Linked DNA regions of Xenopus tropicalis: region 1 is linked to region 2. The links are chromatin contacts, called in public Hi-C maps. All regions are on one chromosome and are shown on one strand. Each heading gives the region's core, a stretch centred on a gene start, on an enhancer-like site or on the middle of the called end of the contact. The rest is flanking DNA. Distances are from core to core; before and after follow the strand shown. Region 1 has its middle 4.8 kb from the start of ext1. Region 2 overlaps ext1 (exostosin glycosyltransferase 1).

Region 1 (6,363 bases), core at 1,929-4,428, 41 kb before region 2:
ATCTTGTTTGTATTCAACCAAAACTTGCCCCCAAGTCAGGAATTCAAAAATAACTCCCTGGTTTGGGGCCCCTGGGAGCAACATCCAAGGGGTTGGGGAGCAACATGTTGCCCCTGAGCCACTGGTTGGGGATCACTGCTATATATACTGACTTATTCTGGAAATCCATGATTCCTATATATACTTGAATTCACTCTGGTTTCTCCAGAATGGCCATACCACCCATACAGTATATATATATATTTTTTATATATTAAAATATAAATGGGAGCACTGCCCAATAGATAGCTAAATATTCACATATATTAAAAATGTAATTCAAAAAGCCCTACGCACGATAATGGGTGCCAAGTTGTGTAAGTAGGCAATGCCCATAGTGCTTGTGGCTACTACAGGTGCAGAGGCTGTGGCCTGCACCCTTGTGCTGGATGTCTCTTTAATGGTGCATTGTTCAGAATGCATCAATTTTATGCACTGAATCCTTATAAATGGCAAGTTCTGACATCATTAGGGGACTTTTATATAATGAAAAAGGACAGGCCTTGCTAAAAGAGCTACTTGTACAGCACACCCAGGTGATTGCCAGTCTGGTATGAATGGGGAACCTCTCATGAATCTCTTAGCAGTGCCAAGGGGAACATCAAAACCAAGATCCTATAGTCACGGTGTTTGTGTTTCTGTCTATCAGTGCTCCAACTGGAACTAACACTGCCGGACCTGCATCCATGGAACAGTAATAGCCAATAACAACATCAATGTGGGCATTGGTAAAAGGAGCTTATTTTGGCAGTGCATCTATTGTTGCCGCTCTGGCAGAAGGTTACTTTGTGTCACCACTGCATTGACATATAAGATGGGTTCTTGGGTGGCATTGATCTCCAATGTGAGAGTTTCGCTGGATATTAATTCTCCTTTGACCAATAACAGATATCCCCCCAACCCTTTATTATTCAGAAATCCATAGTTAGTAATGTGGGAAAAAGTAGCAAAATGCACAAGAAAAAGGCTCTTACTGTAAAGATCCAGACGTTAAAAAAAAATGCAAACAAGTGTGAAGATCAACACCTACATAATACAGAAATAGCTTCCCTGCCATGAAGTTATCACATTACACAATCATTTAGAGAGAGAAATGGATGCGAAACAGTATTTCCCTCATTACATGGAAAGCAAGTTTAGTGGCAAACCCCCCATTACTGTATATACCAGAATGGAGTGGTACTCACTATAGAACTGCAGTCCTGGAAGCCTAATCATGGCAGTAATTCCTGGGTCTCTACAGCAGGTTGCACCAATAGGCGCCCACAAATATGCTGGAATTCTGGGAGAAACGCTGCATTACTAAAAATGCACTTTTCATACTTGACTGTGTTCGCAAATGATCCCCTAGATGTCTGACCGGTTTTTGTATATCTGCCTCCCCAGTTCTTTAGTTTCAATGGCAAGCAATATCTGTATTGTTATAGGATGTGTTTTATGGTTCCAAAAACTGTGCACTTTATCCCAGGATTTCTAGAGAGGGAGGATGGATCCTGAGATGCTCAGTTAACACTGTGGGTTCTGACTGATGCTAGGATGATGGTTGGTTTTAGGCAGGATGGACAAGGATTTTGCCCTGGGGGCCCAACCTATAAGGGGCTCCTCAGCCTGAATATTCCTTTTGATATATTACCCGCAGTCCTCCAGATACAACTCCCAGCATAATCTTACTGTATAACTCTTTATAAGGGTTGTTAAAACCTGTATTTTTTTGTGTGTTTGAGACACAGGTTCGAGTGCACCTACAGTATATTAATCAGTCGATTGGTTTCTACATAGAAGCACAGGCTGATAAACTGCCCCCCACTCTGATCTGCAGAATGGCGTCTGCACCCAGAGACCCTGCGTCGGCCAGACTGCAGACACACGGAGCGGATCCTGGTGCCAAAACATGTGGGTATGCATTATTGCACCAAAATCTGCTCTGTGTGTCAACACCCAGGCCGACGCAGGGGGACTGGGTGCAGACACGCCATTCTGCAGATTGGAACGCTTATACACAGGCCCGATGTGACAGTAGCCTAAAGGTGGTTATAGCAACTACATGTGTATTTAGTTATACCTTTATCACTTACTATAGATTATAAAGTATGAGTAGGCATTGATTACAGTTATTAGTATTACAATTCTTCAATGCAGTTGGGACATTTCCAGGGGCTGACACCTAGCAACTATACACATTATTAGCCATATACATAACTAGGGGAATAATGCAAGTGATCTGCTTCCTTGATCCTCCTCACCAGAAGACGGGTATGACTCTATTCTATGCTGCAATTGTGTCACAGGGACTAATCTTTACAAGGCAATGACTTCCATACTTACCCCTGGGGAGCAAGTCCCTGTGTTTGTGAAGAGAGAATCATATTATACAGAGCGGCATTAACCCCATGCAGAACTGTGCCCAGACCAACACAGAGCTGATTTGCTGCTAGTGAGGGAAATTACAGCTTCTCTGCCTCCAGCAATCAAAGGATAAGCTCATTTGATTTCCCCAGGGCCCTGTGGTTGGGTAGGGGCCCCATTTCTAAGACCTACCACTTGCTGTGCTAGTTCTTCATTTGTCATCCCTTATATTAGCTATGCATGTCTATAGTGAAATTATACTGACTATGGATTTTTAAAGCAAGAAATGTGCCATTAATACTAATACCTAGCTCAAAATCATAGCAACCACTCATTCTGCCACATTTCATGATGATCTGGCACTATTTTATTGGTCCATGTTATTTTATCTTTGGAAAGGTATCAGTATGAAAGGTATCAGTATGATGCCTCCCTTGGATTTAGACATTCGGATAAGTCTATACTATACTCTCAGTATAGAAATACTCTTTTACCCTATCTCTAGGGGTACTAATGTTAGCTTGCTTCTGACAAATGAATTGTAATTAGTCTAATCCTTTGCTGCGCTACTATAAAAATTCTAGTGCTTTGATTGGACGCTTCGACTTGCAGATTGGCTATTTCTGCTGTGAATGCTGGTAATATTTAACAATAGAATATGCCCTTTTGCTATTATTATTATTTACATGTATTCATAAAGCACCTGTTGTGCAGCACTGCTCTGTAGGCAGTTAATAAGCAGTTATTAGGAATTGGAGTGTGGGGAGATTCACCAGCAGGAGGCGCTGTCCCCACTCCATCTCTGTGGGACTCTAGGAAGAACCTGTGTAAAGAGCAGTCAGTATGATACCAAAGTGACCACAATAACAGTGCATCTATAGCAATATATTAGGAGTTTGTTGCATAGAGCTTGCTTTGTTACTTATGTATTTAGTTTTAATTTAAGGAGATTGCAGAGTTCCTGCCCAGTGGGGGGCCAGGGGAGGCTGGGCTTAGGATAAACCTGCCTTGTGCATGTACAGGCATGTCTGGGAGCCGGCCCCCTCTGATTTGGTAGATCACATGTCAGTCATAAAAGACTGCTGAGGAACCTCTGAGAATCTGCTTCTATAGGATGCAACCGATGGGCAGATGTTCTGCAGCAGCTGGAAAACCTTTTGAGGGAAATGACAAATGGAGCTGCTTTCTTGGCCACCAAATAGACAGTACTGATAATGGTGTGTTTTTGTAGAGACAATACTGACAATTCTCAGTATTGTCTATGGCATTCTGGTGTTTTGTAGCCGCGACAAGTAGCTCTGTGTGTCATAGCCTTTAACACTGTATTTCGATAATGCTAACCTATTCTGCAGCCCTTTACAGAGATTAATTCATTCATTCAATTCCCAAATTAAAGTGGCCATACACAGCTCGCTTGGCAACCTTGCCAAATGAGTGAATCTTCTGCTGATATGCCCACCTACGGGTGGGCAATATCAGGCTAATTCGATCGGGCAGGTTTGACTTTTCCGTTAGATTGGGGACTGCGCTGGGTCGTTGATGCGGTACACGATCCAACGGAAAAATCAAACCTGCCCGATCTGGCATATTTTGGTCTGGGAGGCCCGTTGGTGGTGCCCATACAAGGGCAGATAAGCTGCCGAATCGGAGCTGAAATTGGCCCGTGTATGGCCCCCTTTACAGTCTAGAGTGCCTACTACACACAGGGTCAATTTACCTTCCTGTGTGTTTCTAGAACATGGGAGGGAACCAAAAAAACCCACACAAACACAGGAAGACAGTAAAATCCCCTTGCAGATATTAACCTGGCTGAAATAGAATCTACAATCCCAGTACTGCAAGACAAGAATACTACCCACCTTACTACCAACTACATAAACTCCCAGCTGGGAGCTGCAGTTGTACTGTAAACTTCTAGAATAAAGTAGTAGATGAGGCGGAAAAAAAAAAATTACAGCTACATCCATCCAGTTTATACTGATCCAGATGTAGGTGCTGTGCTATAAACTGTGAAAGTTCCCACCCAGAACACAGGGACATGTAGGCCAGTGATATTATTAATGCTGACTACGCACTTTAAGATCCGCTTGCTTACCAAGCCAAGTAACCATACAAGAAAATGTACCCAGGTTGGTTAACGCCAGGGCCAATGATTGGACCATAATGGGGTTCTTAATAACTGATATCTGGAAGAAATTCATTAATATCCAGCTGGGCAGGATCTCCTGGGAACCCTATGCTTGGGCTAATAAGCTACTGTCTGGGGGCCATGTTGGTTCAGAGTTCTACATTGGATAATAGGAAACAGACGTTCTTACTCTTAGGGTGAAGAAACATGGAGTTACTAAGTAGCAGCTACTTGTCGTGGCTACTAAAACAGTCAATGCTGATCATTTACTGATAACCGTCTCTACGTGTGTTTTAGCAGAAGCAATTCTCAGTATTGTCTATGGCAGGGTATATTCTGGGGTTTAGTAGCCATGACAAGTAGCTGCTACTATGTTGCTCCATGTGTTTTCAACCTTATGTAACTTCATTTCCTGACAGTTACACATTACTGAATCTACATTCCTGTATGATATGCCATCTCCCCTTGGGAGAAAGATTGACATGTTGCTTGGAAAAAAACATACATGGGTAACCTAACTTATCTAAACACCAATCACCTGTAAGCACTGCGGGTCCTTTACATATCAGTGCAGCAGGCAGGTCAATATGCGGTGGCACACTGACAAATATGCTATAAAGCAGTGACTATGTGCTTTAAAGGAACAGTAACACCAAAAAATGAAAGTGTATAAAAGTAATTACAATATTATGTACTGTTGCCCTGCATTGCTACTACTGGTGTGTTTGCCTCAGAAAGACTACTATAGTTTATATAAGTAAGCTGCTGTGTAGCCCCGGGGGCAGCCATTCCTGCACTGGTACAGCTGGGGTGTTTACTACAGAAACCCTACTATAGTTTATATAAATAAGCTGCTTTGTAGCCCCAGGGGCAGCCATTCCTGCACTGGTACAGCTGGGGTGTTTGCTACAGAAACCCTACTATAGTTTATATAAATACCCCGCTGTGTAGCCCCGGGGGCAGCCATTCCTGCACTGGTACAGCTGGGGTGTTTGCTACAGAAACCCTACTATAGTTTATATAAATACCCCGCTGTGTAGCCCCGGGGGCAGATATTCCTGCACTGGTACAGCTGGGGTGTTTGCTACAGAAACCCTACTATAGTTTATATAAATACCCCGCTGTGTAGCCCCGGGGGCAGCCATTCCTGCACTGGTACAGCTGGGGTGTTTGCTACAGAAACCCTACTATAGTTTATATAAATACCCCGCTGTGTAGCCCCGGGGGCAGCCATTCCTGCACTGGTACAGCTGGGGTGTTTGCTACAGAAACCCTACTATAGTTTATATAAATACCCTGCTGTGTAGCCCCGGGGGCAGCCATTCCTGCACTGGTACAGCTGGGGTTTTTGCTACAGAAACCCTACTATAGTTTATATAAATACCCACTGTGTAGCCCCGGGGGCAGCCATTCCTGCACTGGTACAGCTGGGGTGTTTGCTACAGTAACCCTACTATAGTTTATATAAATAGCCCGCTGTGTAGCCCCGGGGGCAGCCATTCCTGCACCGGTACAGCTGGGGTGTTTGCTACAGAAACCCTACTATAGTTTATATAAATACCCCGCTGTGTAGCCCCGGGGGCAGCCATTCCTGTACTGGTACAGCTGGGGTGTTTGCTACAGAAACCCTACTATAGTTTATATAAGTAAGCTGCTGTGTAGCCCCAGGGGCAGCCATTCAAAGGAGAAAAGGCACAGGTTACTTTGCAGATAACAGATAAACCCCCATTATATGGGGCTTATCTACTAGTTATCTGCTATGTAACCTGTGCATTTTCTCCTTTTTTCCAGCTTGAATGGCTGCCCCCATGTATGTATATCTTTATTTTTATTTATGTATATCTTTATTT
Region 2 (6,476 bases), core at 2,494-4,993:
ACAACCAGGCGATGGGTTTCACCGTGGCGAATCCTTTTTTTGTGGCTATGATAGAAATAAGCTGTGTTATTCGGTGTATGAATTTCGCTTCAGTGGGAACTGCCCGACACGGCATGTAAGGGCGTCATGTAACTATTTGTAAACTACTATTCCCAGCAGCCTCTGCCACTGATGTTACCCTTCCTTTGTGCCCAGAACCCAGTTAACCCTCCAGTGCTATCCTATGTCCAAACTCCTCTTAGTGTGCTGCTCAGAATGGAAACCCAAGACTACAACGTTCACTTTCTCATATAATCATTTGATACAGTTTTGCATCTACTTTTGCATTCTTTACCCGCTGGGTTTGTGCCCCCCATGATGATCTGATACCAGCAAAACAATCCCTTGTGCAGTTGAAGAGCAGCTGGTGGGTGACAGGTTTCAGATCTGCCCATTATATCTGCCTATTGCATTACTGCTACCATGCACAGCCTTTTCCTTAAAGGGAAAATGAATCCTATTTATAAGTTTGCTAAATCTTACAACTCCCCCCTCCTTTAAATAGTTAAGATCAAGGCAGTAGGTAATAGACGCTGAGAATTCCTTCCCTGCATTTCTACATCTCTTTGGAGGCTGCCATATTGCTTGCCTCTGCTGAGCAAAGCTGGTCAGTATTCCATTGGCAGATGAACTTTAATAGAGTGCATTGGTGGCATGAAAGGTGCCGTAGTAGCCGCACACTGGCACAACAAATGGCAATCAAAGCTGACAAGCGGCTCTCTCTTTACTTCTGCTCAGCAGAGCTGCATTTTGGTGTTCTTCTAGTACAATGTAGACCGCTGTAAGGTTTATTAGTTATTTTTGTCTCTAAGGACAGGGGAAAGTATGTGATGATGTAGATTTTAATTTCAGATCCTGGGGCTCCAGTTGCCAAGTTGCCAGTGCTTGCAGGTAGCCCTTCTGCCTGTTGTGCCAGTGTTTTTTTTGCAAATCCACCATTCTGTCGGAATTGGAAAAGGCCACATAAAGCCATTGGGGCAGTGGTCAAGTTGGCACCTCCAAGGAAACTATCAAAGCCAACAAGTTTTTTTTGTTTTTTTTTTAAAAACTGGCCCCAGCTTGTGCTGGCAGGGTGGCACCTAAGATTCTTAGGGTGCCCTATTAATAAACGTGTAAGCAGTAAATGCTACTGAATGGGCAGTTATAATCGGCAGGAATGACCCTGTAACAGGCGTGACATTTATGTTGCTGCACAGGAGCTGAGGGAGAGCCAGCGCAGGGCCGGAAAGGCCAGATATGGGGTAGCCATATGCATAGGTTGCACGCAGCGCTCCATTGTAACCAATCTGTGCACTGGAGGTTTCATTCGAGACCACAAACCACAATCTCTTCCTCTCTGTCGGTGCTTGTGAAACTTCAATTCATTTGCATGTGAGCCCTGGCGTGTGTGCAAACATGAACAGCTCACATGTTCTCTGACTAAGGAGTCTGAATTGCTTTAAAGGGCAAGTAAGAGATGAGGACATGGGCAGATTTCCTACACCTTCAAGAGATTTTTGGGCCGCCTGAGTTGATGGTGCCCCCCGCAATATCGATTTAGAAGGCTTCAGGGATCAGATAGTCATGTTTAACCCGTGGCCCTCTGCCCGGCACATATATGGTGGTGCGCATACGCAGAGAGCCTTTGGATATTTTATAGAACATGGCTTATTATTCGCATTAGATACCGGCAGAAGAATATGGCAGCCGCCGTTGCTCATTGCCTGCAGTTTCCTAGAAACCTTGAACAAATTGCCGTACTGTAACGGAGCGGGATATGGATTTATCAGAGGCTGCCAAGGTTTAGCATCCACTTATATGAATGGGAACAGAGTGTTAAACCTTTTGCACTGTTTGTTAAAATGTAGAGCGGGCTGATTTAGAGGTCATCCCATTAATAAGAGGGGGGAATATATTGCCTTGGTGTGAGAAGGCAGGCATTCTCTCGCTCTCTCAGAAGCGCTCTCCCTTCCTACGCAGTGCAAACCGCAGTGAAGTGCTTTAACCAACTTGTGCTCTGGCTGAAAGCAGCAGTCTCTCTAAGTCCAGCATCTCTGTGATATATATAATTAGCCAATGGCGCCGACGCAGTTTAAAGGGATAATCATTTACAGTCGGTCACTGTCACTCCAAAATAGCCATATAGAAATATATATCAGCTGCATACTCTGTCCCTCCATACTGAGTCAGCAGTTAATTGGCATGTGTATGGGCCCTTGCCCATGGCCTGCCTAGATATGTTTGTGTTGGCCAGATATCTATTGGGCAGGTTAAAAAAATGTTATCAGCATTGGACTGTGTTGTTGCGTTGATGGTCCCCTCCTGATGGACTTCCATTCTGTACTGGAGGCATCTAAGGGGTTCCTATGTCTTGGGCCTAAAATGTTATACCAGGGCTGCCTTTTCCTTCCTCCTTCCACCCACGCAGAGGCCGTGGCCATGTTCCAGATCAGGAGCTTATGATCTACTGTGTGGGTGGCTGACTTAGCACCCTTTGGCCCTCAGGGTGAAGACACATGGAGCTTCTAGTAGCAGCTACTTGTTGTGGATACTAAAAAGATCAAAGCTGATAATTTTCTGATAATTGTCTCTACATGTGTTTTTAAAGAGGCAATTCTCAGTATTGGCTATGGCAGGATATTTTCTGGAATTTAGTAGTCTTGAAAAGTAGCTGCTACTAGTAGCCCAGTGTGTCTCACACGGAGTACCAGCTACTTGTCACGGTGCGTGTATGGCGGCTCAAAGAGATGACCCATATCACGAAGGCTGCGGATATCGGTTGTCTCGCCGATCGGCCAGGTTAAAATATTTTGATTCGGCGCTAATGAAGGCGCCCAAGCAAAATCTACGTTTAGGGCTGTTAATTACTAGTGATTACTTGTATCTAAATCCTGTTGGCTCACATCTGCGTTCATTTGCGACTAAGTGCATTATACGCTACAGTTAATCCATGTTCTGTTTCCCTAACCCTCCCGGGCAGCGTGCCTTTTAGCCCCCATGGTCCCCTTATTGCTTGAGCTCCCAAGGTAGCACCATTGCCGGCACAGGAGGGTAAGAAGCACTCAGGCTAGTGTCAGAGCAGCTTCTTCAGTTTCCATGGCAACTCCTCCGTTATGGCTTATTGACTTGCATTTTTATGATGATTAATATTAGCCATGGACATTCCAGCAGTAGAGGGAAAGCAGAAGTCTATTCCAAGATTAGGGTTATTGCGGCCGTTAATGTCTTCTGCTTTGTATCCATCACATTGTGTAGCTAATGTTGGTTGGTAGGCTTGGAGAAATAGCATAAACACACAGTGAATTATGTTTATTACTAGCTAACTATAACTAGCGTATTGGCTTTTGGTTTCAGGAGTAGGACTTCAGGCTCTTCTGTACATCCACTAAGCTGGCATCACTAAAAAGCTGATGGTTGGGCAAAGCCTATAGTGCAGGGATCCCCAAACTTATACCATAAAACCCCTGGTTCTCTAACTTGATATCTAAAGGTGATTCCCAAGAGTATGCTGGGTACAATAGTGCATATAATTGTATTCTGTACATTATTCATTTCAATGTGTGTGCCAACCAGACCATCCTACATAAGGTTTGGGACAATAAAGTCCCAAGTGTCCCAGTGTAAATCATTTCCAACAACCATCGTGCCCCTTTTCCTTCCTTGTCTACATGTGTACCTGTTGGTCTTTATCCCCTAGCAACAGGGCAGTTGGGGGTCCTGGAGGCAGGGCTTTCAGTAATTGGTCAGGGTCAGGCTGGGAAAGGTCAGATTAGTGAAGTCAAGACTTATTTGCATGAATAGACACATTTTTCCACATGCGGCAAAAACCTAAAAGATCACATGACATAGGTCTGTATTTGTTTAATGTTAATGTGTAACCGTGATAAGGGATATAGGCAGAGCAGCGCAGCCATGATAGACCGGTGCTTTGTACTGTAGGTTCTGCCTGCTGATACTGAGCATTTGTGATTGTTGTGCCTGTGCCCGGTGCCATTGCATCATTGCAAGTGCAGGCATACAAAGTGGAATTTGGCACAATACTGTTGCAAATGTGCCTGGTGTGGCATTAGCCCTAGGGCAGTGGTTGTTTAGGGCTGGCACGCCTAGGTAGCCTTAAAGCAATGGAAGCTGTGGCCAATCAAAAGGCCTGTTAGGCCTGTGGGGCTTAAAGATTTTTGTCGCCTGAAGGAAAATGGAGGTGGCTAAAAATGCCAAAAGATATGAAATGTAAAAGTGCCCATCTCTCACACATGAAGTGGTGACATTCAGCTGTGGTCCAAATGCCCCATGTTGCATTACCCTTAGGGTGAAATTGGAGTGTAAATGCTTATATACAGTGTTATATATCCCAGGGACTATATAAGTGAACATGATTAAATATAACATTGGCTTATTAATGTTTCATTAGTCATTTATTATTATAATATTTCTTTATGTTCTATGGAGACCTGAACCCTGCAGCATGGTGTGTGTGTGTCAAGGAAATATGTATATATTAATCATTTTTTATTGATTTTTTTTTTTTTAACCATATGAGTGCAGAAAGGCAGAGAGGCTGCTAAGTATAGAGATTTCACCTGAGTCTGCACTTGCCTCTGCCGCCTGTTACCCCCACCCCTCACGTTAATTGAGTTGGAAGTTAAGGTCCCAGTAGGCTGATGGTGTGTTGGTTTTGCACGGTGTAGCAGAAGCCCGGCTCCCCCTTGGCTATACACTTATTTATCCCTGGTTGCTCCGACGGTAAATGTTGGTAATTCACATCACATCCAATAATTCTCCTTTACTCTAATGTGAGTGATACCTTCGTGTACGCAGCCGGGCAGAATTTGAGACACGGGCAGGAGTCGATGTGGGTTTATAAGCAGGAATCTTTTAAATGAAAGTGAGTTGGCTGAAGACATAGATGCCTAACCTGCAGCCATGAACTATGGAAATTCCCCGCAGGGTGCTGGGAGTTGCACCTTTGCAGCTTGTGGGCCGCGGAATAGCAAATAAAATACCAGCCAAATTTAAGGTTGTTTCCGACGTGCTTATGCAGTGTTCCTGCGGGGCCTTCCTTCTCCTGTGGTGGAAGGCTTTTCGGAATGTTGGTTTTGTGCACCCGGTACGTCCATTGGTCCCTTTGAAAGGAACCCCCGCCCCCCCCCCCCCTCGTCCCAGTTGCTTCATGTGCAGAGTGAAAGCTTTTCAGCTCTTATTTACAGTTCCCATAGCCCAGTTCTAGGAAGCCTCCCCAGCCTGATTGTTTGCTCTGTGCATGAATTGCTCTCCTTATTTCCAAAGCAACACTTGGCCAACCCTCTATAGATGCCTCTGTTTGCCTGAACGCCAAGCCTAAAGGCCTCATTCACCCGCCACCACTTGCATAAGGTACATCCACATTGTCCTTAGGGGCACCCTAATACCTGGCACAAACCTTTAGGATTGTGTTTCTCAGAAACCATATAATATAAGGCCGTTCAAAAAAAATATTCTCTTTTATATGGAAAAAATATCTATTGTTATAAAATAACTTTTCCACTTGGATGAACTGCTCGTAGCCTAGTATAACTTGGGATGAGGGCTCTAGCGATGCTCCTTTTTATTTCGATTCAAAACCCCTCATTTTGTTGGCGCTTTGCTTAAAATATGCAATTCCCGGCACGCAGCGGCGTCTCGCACGGGGTATTTACGCAAACAGAAGTTTTAAACCCCCTGCTTAATGGAAACGTAGCCGGTTAGAATGAAGGCATTCATTTTTAATGTCAGTTTCCCTTGCGCTGCTGAAAATATTAAAGTCAATACATCTCTTCCTCTCACCGATATCCTTGAAGGAAATGAAAACCTGCCCTTCTAATGGCTGAGCCCTGCCGATGAATTATGGAAGGAGTCAGAGCTGCTTTTTTTTTTTTTTGTTTCCCCCTAGTTATAATCTTATATAAATGTATGTGGTAGCAGTGGCACTGGAACATAACCCAATTCTTTACGTAGTGTTGGCTGATTCTGCAGCACTTTGCAGAAATTATACATCTTCAGTTCTCCCCGGTGGAGCTTACAGTCTAAGGTCCCTATTGCATTTACACATACACTGGGGGTCAATTTTATCAAGTTAACCTGCCTGTATGTTTTTGAATGGGAGTTACTGGAGGAAGCTACTGCAAGACAACCGGGACCTGCTTGGAACTGAACCTGGGACTCCAGCCTAAAACTGTGCTAGCACTGGCCATCTGGTCCATTTCTGGCTGGCTACTTTCCCAAGCAAGGCCGGGGAGCTGGTCACACTTATTAGACTCTGCAATGACAGGAGGGGCACCAATCTGGTGGATGGGCAGCCTGCAAGTACACAGACCTGATAGGGAACTGCTGTTCTTGTGATGGCACAGGCACATCCTACTGTGTTTGTGTCCAAGGACCAACTTTTTCTCACCCCCTAGTAAAGTGCTGCTTTAAAAAGGCTCGTTAAGGGGCATTATGACGGC

The links. A called contact is a pair of places that touch in the nucleus more often than the background predicts.
Region 1: a Hi-C map of gastrula embryo shows a contact between it and region 2, with 1.6 times the contacts expected there. The contact joins two enhancer-like sites. A contact is called at or near these places in 2 of 5 Hi-C or Micro-C datasets (gastrula embryo and neurula embryo).

Annotation. Positions count from the first base shown.
Region 1 is chr6:137,309,151-137,315,513 of UCB_Xtro_10.0, reverse strand. No RefSeq gene overlaps it. Among named protein-coding and RNA genes, the nearest start is that of ext1, 4.8 kb to the right of the region's middle. Within about 2 kb of position 3,178, at least 2 of the 11 cell types and tissues checked have an H3K27ac peak or open chromatin away from gene starts, as enhancers often do. A contact at or near this core is called in gastrula embryo and neurula embryo, where this site is marked.
Region 2 is chr6:137,268,243-137,274,718 of UCB_Xtro_10.0, reverse strand. The region is part of intron 1 of ext1 (exostosin glycosyltransferase 1); the gene reads left to right. Among named protein-coding and RNA genes, the nearest start is that of ext1, 36 kb to the left of the region's middle. Within about 2 kb of position 3,743, at least 2 of the 11 cell types and tissues checked have an H3K27ac peak or open chromatin away from gene starts, as enhancers often do. A contact at or near this core is called in gastrula embryo and neurula embryo, where this site is marked.